2 separate regions of the Hordeum vulgare genome follow, and region 1 is linked to region 2. The links are chromatin contacts, called in public Hi-C maps. All regions are on one chromosome and are shown on one strand. The core of a region is the stretch at or near the end of the contact, and the rest is flanking DNA. Distances in the headings are between cores, read along the strand shown. Region 1 has its middle 58 kb from the start of LOC123425802. Region 2 has its middle 15 kb from the start of LOC123425801.

Region 1 (7,362 bases), core at 4,322-6,821, 650 kb after region 2:
TTGAAAGGATCGATATGATTGGCTAGAGGGGGGGGGTGAATAGACAACGACCACTTTTTAATTAATCTTAACAAGTTAAGGTAAACACTATACGGGTTCACAAATAATATGACAAAGAGGTGAACCCTATAGGAGCTAACAACGAGAGCTATTAAGACAAGTAAGATATAGTCACAAGCATAAGCAAATACAAAGTAAAGGGTAGAGATAACCACAAGTGGAACCGATGCAGACGAGGATGTGTTACCAAAGTTCCTTCCCTTTGATAGGAAGTACGTCTCCGTTGGAGCGGTGTGGAGGCACAATGCTCCCCAAAAAGCCACTAAGGCCACCGTATTCTCCTCACGCCCTCGCACGATGCAAGGTACCGTGATTCCACTATAGGTGCCCTTGAAGGCGGCGACCGAACCTTTACAAACAAGGTTGGGGCAACTCCACACAAAGCTTGGAGGCTCCCAACTAAACCACGAAGCTTCACCACAATGGAATATGGCTTCGCGGTGACCTCAACCGTCTAGGATGCTCAAACACCCAAGAGTAACAAGATCCGCAAGGGATTGGTGGGGGAATCAACTTTTCTCTTGGTGGAAGTGTGGATCTAGGCCTTCTCAACCAATCCCTAAAGAATCAACGAGTTTGATTGTCCAGGGAGAGAGATCGGGCACTTTTGAGCTTGTGGAGCAACAATGGAGCTTGGAGAGGTAAGAGATAGGGTTCCTCAGCTAGAAGAACCCTTTATATAGTGGGGGGGAAAATCAGACCGTTTTCCCACTCTCTGCCCGAGTACCAGCGGTACTACCGTTGTGCAGGAGCGGTACTACCGCTGCCTGGCGGTACTACCGTTGGGCCTCAAGCGGTACTACCGCTGACACCAGCGGTACTACCGCTGGCCCTTGGTAGTGCACAAGCACTACTACCGCCGGGAAAGTATTCGCAAAAGGGTCCGTCCACGAACTACCGCTAGGTAGGTGGAACAAAGCACCTGGAGCGGTACTACCGCTGACCAGGGGCGGTACTACCGCTGGCTAGCGGTACTACCGCTCGCTGCAGCGGTACTACCGCTAGCAGTCTAGCGGTACTACCGCTGGCACCAGCGGTACTACCGCTGGGGACCATTTTGTAGAGATAATCGAGACGAATAGGCGAGGGCCGCTCCAAAAGATAAGGAAGGGGAGAATGTGAAGTGTGCGTGTGTAAAGATAGATTCCACCCAAACCTTTCCACTACGGATCCCCTCTTAATAGTACGGCTTTCCTATGACTCAAATAAAGAGAATCGTAGAGAGTGCCGTGCTTCCGTTCCAGAAGAGAGGAGACGTGTCGTCTTGTGCCATTGACGAGTGTTACCTGAAACCTTGACACACACGATTAGTCCTGTACGGTACTGTCATCAATCACCAAAATTACTTAGGCATAAACTATGCCCCAACAATCTCCCCCTTTTTGGTGGATTGATGACAATATCGGATTTGCACAGAGAATAATATGAGAACAAAAAGATAGAGATATATGACAATACGGGACATATGACTCACAACATATGATGGAAATAAATCTCACATAAGATCATGTCTCACAAAAGATAGCAAACGAGAATCAAACCAAGTTCGAAGCAAACCATACGAGATAAAGCAAAGCAATGCAAAGTTCGAAATGAAAGCAAATCCTAGACTCTCTCCCCCTTTGGCACAAGACACCAAAAAGGGGGCACACCTAATGCCACAGGTAACTACTCCTCGTCTTCAGGATCACCAGACTCGTCTGTCCCCTCCTGGTCGGTCTGCTCCTCCTCTTCTGCCTCATCGCCAGACCACTGGTACCCCTGAGCCTGCATCCAAGTGGCCTCAGGAGTGATGTCGTCCTCTGAGCCGCTGGAGATGTCCACATCCAAGGTCCTGAGAACACGCTTATGCCTCTGGCGGCTCTGCTTCTGAGCCACGTGTGTCTGGTACTGACCCTTGGCCTGCATACAGAAAAGTGTCTTCATCTTATCCTGCAGTTTGATAGCCCAAGATGGCATGGCAGACGAGCGGGACTGAGAGGCAGTTCCTCTGTCAGCAGCGGTCTCTGTATCACTTTCCATGTGCTGAGAGGATGTAGATGGGTTGGCCCACTTGTCCTTGACGCGAAGCCTGATCGGGTCATGCACAATGTAATCAGACTGTGCGTAGAGCACCTTGTCCGGAAAAGCCTCTTCCCACTTATGGCAAATGTATGCGAACAGGTAAGGCCCGTAGATAGGAACCTTACGATTGATGATGCAGTTCCAGAGCTCTGTGAACATCACATCTCAAATATCCAGCTGACCAGACTCCTGAGACATAGCCTCCTCATACAGTAACATCATCTCAGCAAAGTAGCCATGGACCTCATCGAAGTTACCACTCCGAGGGAAGAGGGTGTTGCGAAAGATCCGATGCATGATGTCCAGGTGCTTGGGAAGCACCCCCTTCCTCAGATACAGTGACTGCAGTCTGTCCTTTGCGGGGGCCCTATCGGTGGGGGCTGCAGCATGAGGACGCAGCCCAAGAGGAGTGTCAGCACCCTGAAAGTCAATGTGAAGGAACTGCATGAACTCAGTTTAGGAACCGGTCATCTTCTTTGACCCAGTCATCCAGATCATGGAACGCTGTGCATCAGGAGAGAAATGGACTGTGACATAAAACTGAGCAACTGCAGTGGGATCAAAGTCCGTCTTGAAGGTGATGATGTCTTTGATGCCCAGTTTGTCAACCAGGGAGAGGGCATCACCAAAGTAGTCCATGTTCCGCTGAAGATGTGCCAGATCAATCCACTGAACAGAGACATGGTTCTTCTTGAAGTGAGCAATAACATCCCGATAGATCCTGCACTGGTCCCTTGCCCAGACATTTTCAACACCATCGATCACTTCCCTCTCCTTGAGATAGGGGTTCTTGGTGCGAAATTGCAGAAAGTCCTTGGGGGACATTGAACGGATATTGACCCTCTTGTCCTTGTGAGCGACCTTCTTGAAGGACTTCTTCTTGGGAGACAGACCAGACGTGGCAGACCCCTCGGGCGCCTCTGTGTTGCGAAACTGTTTGGACGCCGTGTCCCGTGGGGGGTTCGAACGGCGAGCAGAGCTACCTGTGACATAGACCACAAAGCGAAAAAGAGGCGGCAAGAGAAGTCAAGGCAATGAAACTTGAGAACGCAAAACAAGTAAACACGCATTGCTAAGAAAAAACAAGCAGGTTCGTATGATCTTCATGTACTTGAAACAATTGTTAACACTTGATTTGTAAAAGTCAGTGTAATTATAACATATTTAACACAGTTTTATAGGAATTGCTGAATTCATAAAATTTTCAGATAATGATTATGTGTTCAGAAAAATTCTCAGGTTTTTAAATTAAGAAAATGTATGGAAGTGATTGTCTTAGAAAAATGGAAACAAAATGTAGAGAAAAAGAAGAAAAGGAAAAATAGAAGTAGAAAGTTTTAAAAGGAATAAAATAAAAAGGAAATTAAAGAAGAAACAGAAATTAAAACCCTGCAAATGAGGTTACACCCGATTTCCGAAAGTCCTGTAGAAAAAGGTACTTCCAAAAGCCCAAAGAAGCCTACATGAACAGGGACGACCCACTCACAATGCATTGGTGTGTGGTAGTACTTCCAATTTCGCTCATGGGTCGACGGATAAGAACTGTGGAAAAATCCTATTTGACGCACCTGGTATCAAATAGGGGATTTTCTATTTGACGCGCTTTGCCTCAAGTTGCCGCTGCTTCGCACACAAGCGAGCAACCAAGGCACCTAGCGATCAAGATGGGTTGGTAAAATTATGAGATAGTGCACGCGCTACAAAGTCCGGTTTTGGGGGCTTTCTATAAGGTTGTTGAACTGGATTTCACCATTTTTTCCGGTTTTAGAAACTTTCTAGAAGATTTCGTAAACCAGTTTTTTTTTTCTTTGTTCTTTTTTGTTTCTTTTTTGTTTCTGTTTCAAAACTGTTCGGAAATTGAAAAAATGTTTCGGAATTTGAAAACATGTTCCGGACTTTCGAAATTGTTCGGAATTTGAAAAAATGTTCCAGAATTTCAAAAAATGTTTCAGAATTTGAAGAAATGTTTCAGAATTTGAAAATGTCCCGGAAATTAAAAAAATGATCTAGACTTTGAATAATATTCCGGCATTTGAAAAATTGTTCCGATATTTGAAAAAAATATTCTGGAATTTGTAAAAAACTCTGGAATTTGAAAAAATGTTCTGGAATTTGAAAAATATTCCGAAATTTTAAAAAAATGTTCCAGAATTTCTTGAAATTCTAGAAATTGAAAAACATTCCGGAATTTGGAAAACGTTTTGAGTTTTTAAATTTTTTCGTAATTTTTAAAAACTTTTATATTTTCACTTTTGTTCTTATTTTCCAAAAAATGATTACAATTTTTCAGAAATTTCATGAACTGGTTTCGTTTTGTTTTCTTGTTTCGACGCTGTTAGTTTCTTTAAGTTTTGCGTTGTATTTTTTTCACTTGAACATGCGTGATACAGTGGCTAGTGCGGCGTGTACATCAACAAATAGGTGGTGGGTTAGATTCGTATCACAAGTTGTTTTTGAGATTTTGTCATGTGAAAACGAAGGGAAGCGAAGCCACCACAAATTGGCCGGCCCAGGGTGACGTGCGGTTTGTGCGAAACCTCGTCTTCATGCCGCAATAAGCGGCGAACAGGAGCAAAATCCTTATTTTACGCTCTTTGCATCGCCGTGTCGAGGCTTCGCAAAGGACACCCAGCGGCGTTTAGGAATGGGCCGGTCCATTTACATGCCAGCACCTCCAGTTTTGGGAACTTTCTAAAGGTTTTCAGTCAGTTTTTTCCGATTTTGGAACTTTCTAGAAGATTCCATGAACCGTTTTTTTTTCTTTCTTTTTCTGTTTTAATAATGTTCTAGATTTTTAAAAATATATTCTAAAATTTAAAAAAGTTCCAGAATTTAAAATAAATGCAGGAATATAAAAAAGTACCAGAATTTGAAAAAATGTTTTGGAAATCAAAAATTTCTTACGAAATTTGAAAAAATGTTATGATATTTTTATTAAAATGTTTCGAATTTTTTAAAACAAGTGTTCCGAAATTTGACAAAAGGTTCGAAAATTTGAAAAAATATTCTGATATTTTTTATGAAAATGTTTCGAATTTTTGAAAAGAAATGTTGTGAAAGTTGAAAAAAGGTTCGAAAATTTAAAAATGTTTCGGAATTTCAAAAAATGTTTCAGAATTTTAAAAATGCTCTAGAATTTGAAAAATGTTGCAGAATTTTAAAAATGTTCAGGAATTTAATAAAATGTCCTAGAATCCAAACAAATATTTCACATTTTAAAAAATGTTCCAGAATTTTTAAAAATGTTTCGAAATTTGAAAAAATGTTCCAGAAGTTTAAACAATGTTCTGATATTTTTACTGAAATGTTTCAGATTTTTCACCTGCTGGTGGCTATTTGTTGTGGTCTTCAGAATCACTACTGGTCGCTAACTTGGGCCGGCCCAGTCGGGGCGACCGCTGTGCGTCCGCTCGGCAGTTGCCGCAAAGAGCGGCGCATAGGAGGTCCCGAATAGGACCTCCCATAAAATAGTGTGGCAAACGCACAGAAGCGGGACAAACTGGGCCGTCCCGTATACCTCTTTAGAGAGTTTTGGTTTTTTTTCTTCGTTTTTCTGCTTATGTTTCTTTTCTATGGTTATTTTTTAACATAAGTTCATGTTTTAATATTGTTCTTGAACTTTCAAAAATGTTCTTCATTTAACAAAAATTTTCCAAATTTCAAATACTTGTTGTTTTTCAAAAACTTCATAGCTTAAAAAAATGTTCTGGATTTAAAACAATGTCCGACATTTTCAAAAATTGTTCTTTTTTGAACAAATGCTATTGTTTCCTTTTTAATTTTTCCTTCACTTTTGTTCCTTTTTTTGAGTTTCCAAATATGTTCTCGTATTCACAGTTTATATTTAAATATCCCTGCTTCAAAAAATGTGTTCATCTTTATAAAAAATATTCCTGTTTCAAAACTTGTTCTCGTATTCAAAAAAACAGTACGACTTTTCAGAAAATGTTCCTTTTTTCATAAATTGTTCACAATTGTTTTTAAAATGTTCTTTGTTTTACATTTTTATAAAAAATGTTCCTGTTTTATGAATAATTTTGTTCACCAATTCTAACATTATTCATGATTTTAAAATGTTCGGGAAATTTGAAAAATATTCTTCTTGGTCTAAAAAATATTTCCTGTTTTCAAAAAATGTACGTAAGTTCAATTTTTTTTACTGTTTTAAAAAGTGTACATCAGTTCAAAAGATGTTCCCTTTAAAAAGATGTTCACAAATTTCAAAAAAGGTTTTGTCTTACAAGAAAAATGTTCTATGTTTGCAAAATGCTCCTTTTTTCAAATTTCTTTATAGACTAGGAAATTGTTTATTTTTTCCAAAAAATTTGTGTATTTAGAAAGTTGTTCACGCTTCCGAATTCTTTCACGTTTTAAAAAACTGTTCTCGTTTCAAAATTTGTTCTCAAAATTCCAAAAATGTTTGTGCTTTACAAAATTGTTTGCACTTTCAGATTTGTTTGGGGTTTTTCAAAAGTGTTCTCCTTTTCAAAACTTTGTTCTCAAGATTTAAGAAATGTTCGTGTATTTAAAAAATTGTTCATGCTTCCAAATTTGTTCAGGGTTTTTTAAAAATTGTTCTTGGTTTCAAAATTTGTTCTCAAAATGCATAAAATATCCGTGCTTGCAAAATTTGTTCGCGATTTCAAATTTGTTCGGGGTTTAACAAAATTGTTCTCCTTTTCAAAGTTTTGTTCTCAAGAGTCAAAAATTGTTCGAGCTTCCAAATTTGGTCATGTTTTTGTAAAATTGTTCTCGGTTTGAAAATTTGTTCTCAAAATACAAAAAATGTTCGTGCTTTAAAAATTTGTTCAGGGTTCTTCAAAATTGTTTTCCTTTTCAATTTTTTGTTCTAAAGATTCAAAAAATGTTCATGCTTTAACAAATCATTCGCGCTCCCAAATTTGTTCACGTTTTTTTTTAAATTGTACTCGGTTCCAGAATTTATTCTCAAATTTGAAAAAATATTCTTCCTTTAAAAATTTGTTTGCACTTTCAAATTTGTTCGTGGTTTTTCAAAATTGTTCTCTTTTTCAAAATTTTGTTCTCAAGATTTAAAAAATTTGTGCTTTAGAAAATTGTTCACGCTTCCAAAAATTTCACGTTTTTTTAGATTGTTCTGGGTTTCAAAATTGGTTCTCAAAATTTTAAAAAAATTTGTGCTTACAAAATTTGTTCGTGCTTTCAAATTTGATCAGGGTTTTTGAAAATTCTTCTCCTTTTAAAATTGTGTTCTTAAAA
Region 2 (6,443 bases), core at 2,321-4,820:
CAGCGAATGTAGACGAGTCGTAGCAAGCTACAAGGACTCCATTACATCGCGTGACATTTCCCCAAAGGGGACAGACACAGCAGCTAAGAAGGACACACGCCGGTCAACCAATGTGTCCGGAGCTATAGCGAGCTACCATGGCTCGTTGGATCACAAAGGGGCATTTCCCTGTAAGGAGTGCTACTAAAGTTTACGGCTAGGTAATCGAACCCCACACATATCAAGTACGACACACATACGCATGGCATACCGATATGTATAGATACATCGATGGCATCACAACATAACCATAAACATACAAGCTTTATTTAAGAGGCTCGGAAGAGCCACACATATAATATTACACAGTAAGGGTCTCACGACCCATAATAGCAGTCATTCAGTTACAAGCCAGCGGAAGTGTTTAAAATTGTCTGAGTACACACATGTGAAACTATACTACAGACCCCAACCTAGGGCTAGATCGTAGCTGGGACACCAGCTACTCGTCGCCGTCGATGTGTATGAAGAACCCTCCATTAGGGTCATTAGCAACCTCTGCAACATTTATTTAGCAAACATGAGTACGGAGGTACTCAGCAAGACTTTAGGATAACTATCTACTCATGCAATGTATCAATAAGGTATTGTGGGTTTTCATGCGGAAAGCCAGCATTTGACTCGTGGCTAGACAACTTGCATTTTTAAATAATTTTGACAACTTGATTTCTCACACACGAGTCCACTAACACAACAACAATACTCCATCGTGGAATCATTCCGTCTCCATATGGAATGCCGTCCACGACACTCACGCTTATCTTGACAATTTTATGAGTAGCCATTGAAGTTATCTATGAACAACATATGTCTCCAAGTAGTCCATATCCGCGGACGCGACTATTCGAATAGATCATAACCCTGCAGGGGTGTACTTCGTCACACACGCTCTCGCCACTTATCGCCATGTGCACGTCATGCACCTCGGCAACCTTCAAGCGGAAGCCCAACGAGGGAGTCGGCCACGACCGTTAACCACATTAGTACCTAGTCCAGGTCTATCGCCTATCTGAGGGTAACCCGCACGAAAGTCCAGCCGAGGTTTCCGCCACGGCCCCAAACGATGTTTGCAGGATTCCCAAGCCCACCATCCGGGTGCCACTTGGTACACCGTGCCACTGCCTACCGCATCACAGCCCACCTCTCAGGTCAGCACCATGCACGGCCTCCAGCATGACTATAAACACCAGAAACTACTTGCAACTCCTGGACCGAGTACTAAGCGATTAATAAGTCGAGCGGGGTCATATTTCAGGGCCCAGCATGTGGTAGTATCTCGTCTTGGATTACATACACGGAACTCAGTTCCTAAGGACGGTTCCAATGAAACAACCCGCCATGTACTCCTACACAGACTTTCACCGGTACCTTTACCAATTCAGGTTCAACACACAACCTTTGCTTACCGAACACATTCTCACAATTCTGTTCATCTTCCAAATGACAGGCCGTACACAACTCTAAGCATAGCATGCATAGCAGGATAAGGCACATCATGGCTCAAGCAACTACCAGGTATGCTAGGTTGCAAGGTTCAGCTATTTACTGTGACAAGGACAGGTCATGCAAAGGCAGTGGGTTCAACTAACGTGGCAAAAGCATTTGAAGCATTTGATCCTAATGCAATAAGTAAGTGCAGGAGCAAGAACATGGGATTTATCGGGATGATCAAAATGGTTGCTTGCCTTGTTTCTCACAGGAGTGACAATATCTGTCAGACGGATATTCGGTGGAATCCGGGGGAGCGGAGCCTACCGAAAGAAATGATAACAATCAATAAAAATCATGTGCAACAAGATGATGCCATGAGCATGGCATGAGGATGCAAGGTGGTATACTATTATAGCTAACATGTATTAGGTTTGAAGTTGATTTGAATCAAATTCAAATATCACTTCAAACGAGGTATTCTCGGATACCATTTTAATTGATTCGACGTGATGCTCAGATCAACTTGCTTTTATCATGCATGGAATGACATGTTAGGTTTCTTGGAGGTGGAGGAGCCACCGTGGGCGTTCGCTCCTCTGCCTGAAGGCGGGAGGAGGAAGACGCCCTTGCCCCTGGTGGGCTGGCCTCCTTAGGGCGACATGTAAGGTTTTCCTCTTTTCTTTCTATTTTCTTTCTGTTTTGTTTTTCTGATTTGCTAACTATTTTGATTATTTCAGCTCCAAAATAGTTTATAAAAATATTTTGAACACACCAGAATATTAGTTGGAATATATCCAACCATTCCTAAAGTTTTCAACATTTTTGAAAACTTAAAGTTTTTGAATTCAAACTTAGAACTTGAAACCAGTAGCCTTTTGCATTTATTTGAAATGCCAAGAGTGTTATGAAAATGGTTTTATTTATTGTTTATTTGTTTCCATGATTTATCAGAAAAGTTGAACTTTTCTTGAGGCCATTTTGAGTTCATTGATTTGAATTAGTTTATAATTCCTTTGAATTTGAGAAGTGGCTAGGTTTTTTTGAGTGTTCCTTCACCACTTGCTTGTTCTTGTTGAAAATTTCCTAGATGCAATGCAAAGAAGATATGAACACAATGCTAACTTGGTTAAGGTGTGAGGGATGTGACAACCGCGCCCATGACTAACTCGACGCTTCCTTGCGCCCGCGGCTCCACGGCGTCATCCTCGACACCGGCTACCCCTACTCGACATCGACCACTGCGTTCTTCGCACGGCTACCTCAACCACGGCTACACCATCCTACGCTCCCGGCTACCTCGACATCGGCACAAAGGGCTACCGCCTTGCTTGAGCAACCTCGTCGGTTTCCACTCGAGGCACAACTTCCGCGATGCATCGACCTTTACGACCGTGGGGGGATGACCGTCGGCTTACCTTCGGATTCTTCTCCAGTCTCACCGTCTGCGTCGCTACCGTTGTGACTACGGGAGGATGTTGAGTATATTGATTATTAGGAAATATGAGATAGACTAGGATTTGTCCTACCTTGCCTTGTACTTTAAGTTGATCATTGTACTCCTATATATGTGCCCATGAGGCTCAAGCAATATAACATCTATTCCACCAATCCCTTCATTTTTCCTTTCAACAATCTTTATTTTCTAAAATATGTTTATCTTTTTATAAAAAGTACATAAGTTCAAAAAAAATCATGTTTCAAAAAGTATACATAAGTTGAAAAAATGTTCCCGCTTCAAAAATTTTTTATAAGTATTTAAAAATGTAATTACAAAAATGTTCTATGCTTTAAAATGCTCTTGTTTGTTGTGTTTTTGGAAATTCTTTGGAAATTCAAAAAAATTCCATTTATAATTTTTGTTTGTAAATACAACAGGTGATTAAGTTTCCGAAACTAATTTTTTTTTCAAAACATAAAACCTTTTCGTAAAAAGAGAAAGAGAAACACAAAAGAAAATAAAGAATAAGATAGAAAAGGAAAAAGGAAAATAAATAAATAAAAAGCGAAAAAAACGAGCTAGCTACCTGGGCCAGCCCAGTCGCCTTGCTAGCGGCGATGGCCAATGGCTTGCCCGTGCAAAGGTGGACACAGAATACGTCCAATAAGAGGTCCCCCTCTAATATGCCACATTCTGCAGCACATCGGCGGGACTTTGTGTAGGTTAGCCTTCATTTGGGCCGGCCCATTCGGATGTGGCGTAAAAATCAACGCAAAGAAGTGCTGCTTCGGCCAGGATAACCCCGATTCGGCGCTAGTAGAGACAGCTACCTAGCCAATGGAGCTGATCAGCGCTAGTGTTAAATATGCATCGTGAGAACCATTATAACTAACTATATCGAGAGATCCAAAACATTTCCTTTTTCCAAACATTTAAAGACAATTATAGGAATACTTAAAAAAATCTGTTTTTTTCAAAAACACGAACAATATTAAAAAATTGCTCAATTTTCGGATTTGTAACTGAATTTCAAAACAGAAAGAATGCATTATTTAATGGACAATTTTGAAAAACAGGAACATCGTTTTAATTCCAGTTTTTTGACAAACAAAAACATTTTTGAATTCGTGAACAAATTTAAAAATGGTAACAGTTTTGAATTTAAGAAAAATGTTGGATTAAAGGAACTTTTTTGAAAACATGAACAATTTGGAGAAAAGGAATTTTTTCTGCTTCTGTGAACATAATTTTGAAACTGTTAAGAACATATGAGAAATGCAAATATTATGAACATTTATTGAATTTGTGAACAAATTACAAAACAGGAACATCTTTTGAACCTATGAACATAAATTGAAAGGCATTTTTTAAATAGAAATCAGGAAATTATAGTGTTTGTGAACAAAATTTGAAGCAGGAAAGTTTGTTGAACTTATGAACATTTGTTGAAAGGTGAACTTTTTTAAATTGACAATTTTTATTTTGTACTTCTGAATTTTTTTAAAAAAACAGAACATGTTTTGAACTTTCAAATATTTTTTGGAATTTTAAAATAATTTTAAAATATCGAACAGAAAATCTAGGACATTTTTTAACTTATGATCTATTTTGAATGGTTTTTGTTTTCAAATACGCAAATGTTTTCTGAAAATTGATATTTATTTTAAATTTGTGGACAAAAATTAATAACACGAACATTGTTTGAACTTCTCAATCTTTTTTGCCTTTTGGTACAAATTTTCATATTCTTAAAAACAAGAACTAAAAGAAACAAAAAGGAATTAGAAAGTAGAAATAAAAATGTAATTAGTAAAGAGCAAATAAAAACAGAAAAAGGAAAACGAAACAAAAAACAAATCAATGAAAAGCGCTTCTGGAACCTTTTAAAAGGTTCCCAAAACCACTTAAGAACTTTCTAGAAGGTTCCCAAAACTGGATACGATAATCGTGTTGTGTCATAACTGGGCCGGCCCATCCCGATCGCTAGTCGCTCGTCCCTATGCGAATTGGCGACAACTTGACGCAACGAGCGTCCGTTAGGATATTCCCGCTAGAGGGGCTCATGCTGAGTGCCGAGTAGGAGGCCTGCTACTTGCTATGGGCTGCCATGTGCTAGGAATTTCGGGGCACATGGGAAATTGGGGCCCTATTCCGTCCACATAGGCCGCACACCCATGGGCTCGGGCCTGTGCTCTGTACCCTCCATGTCATGAGCGTCGCGCGCGTGGGTTGCTGTGAGCCCATGGGAGCTTGACCTTAATCTGGAACGGGTTTGCTAGCTGATGCGGATATGCTTTCGCTATATTCTCAAGTGGTCGATGTCTTCGAAGAAGGGGCATATCATGTCTTCTACCGCGACTCGTCCACGAGACAACATACCCTTGTAGCCCATCTTGAACTAGGTCTCCTTCGCAAACATCAACTGGGTCGCTGACGTAGCGTTGATTGTGGAGTCAGAGGCAACAGTGGCGTGGAGAGCTCTAAGAAGCAAGTCCATCTAGAAAGAAGACGAGATCATGGAGAAAGAGAGAGGTTAAAACAAAATATGACCTCCTAAAAACCCTCCTAAAAACAAAATATGACCTCCTAAAAACCCTCCAACGTCAAACAAAATATGTCCTCCTAAAAGCCCTCCTAAAATGTGTTTCCTTCTACTAAAAACCTTTCTAAAATGCATTTTTCAAAAAGATAGTTATAGTTCTATATACTACCTCCGATCTATATTACTTGTCTTAGATTTGTCTAAAAACGAATGTATATGCATATGAGGGAGTATATACCTAAAAGAGTGACACTCACTAATTTATTTATCTAAACCTGCAAGCATGTCATATCAGATACAATTATGAATGTGATAAGGTCCGCCTCGACATACACCCATGCATAGAAAAAGACCCATCACATATGCAACGATGCATGAAAAACTATTTTGCATTCTATTATTCTATTTCTATACAATAAATATTTTACTACTATACACAATGAAGTATGTTTTGAATTTCCATTCAGATGTTATTCATTTAAATATTTATGCCTCCATCATTTCATTATTGCTAGAGATCTATCTTGATGGATGAAAATGCCGCTGAAAGTTAAAGTGTTTGCATAGGAGAGCATTAATCATATATTCTTTGCTTGCTCGTTTGCCGGATTCTTGTGGAATGTTGTTGGACGTGTGCTAGGTAATCCCAAGCCACCTCTTTCATTTTTTGATTTGTGCCGAAATTGGTTGCCAGCCTATACAAGTATAGACCGTACTATTCTTTTCATTGCTTCTCCTCCTTTACTTTGGATTATTTGGAAAACAAGGAATAGATATTTGTTTTCAAAGTGTTTTGCCTAATGATCCTACTAATGTGATATTTATTCTTTGTTCATTCCTGGAATCTAGGTTCATGCTGCACACAAGAGAATTGCAAGGCTTGCTTAGTGAGGCTTCTAAAAGACTCTCCCAGGTGGTGAGCAAAGTCTTCAAATGTGCACATAGGATGAGGAAAATCTAGACATCAAATCTGGGCATTGGCCCATGTCACTG

What was found. Hi-C and Micro-C count contacts between places; a contact is called where the count stands out from the background.
Region 1: a Hi-C map of seedling shows a contact between it and region 2, with 6 times the contacts expected there. The contact joins two enhancer-like sites. A contact is called at or near these places in 3 of 6 Hi-C or Micro-C datasets (leaf and seedling).

The regions. Positions count from the first base shown.
Region 1 is chr2H:194,129,785-194,137,146 of MorexV3_pseudomolecules_assembly, forward strand. No RefSeq gene overlaps it. Among protein-coding and RNA genes, the nearest start is that of LOC123425802, 58 kb to the left of the region's middle. Within about 2 kb of position 5,572, at least 3 of the 3 cell types and tissues checked have open chromatin away from gene starts, as enhancers often do. A contact at or near this core is called in leaf and seedling, where this site is marked.
Region 2 is chr2H:193,478,346-193,484,788 of MorexV3_pseudomolecules_assembly, forward strand. No RefSeq gene overlaps it. Among protein-coding and RNA genes, the nearest start is that of LOC123425801, 15 kb to the right of the region's middle. Within about 2 kb of position 3,571, at least 3 of the 3 cell types and tissues checked have open chromatin away from gene starts, as enhancers often do. A contact at or near this core is called in leaf and seedling, where this site is marked.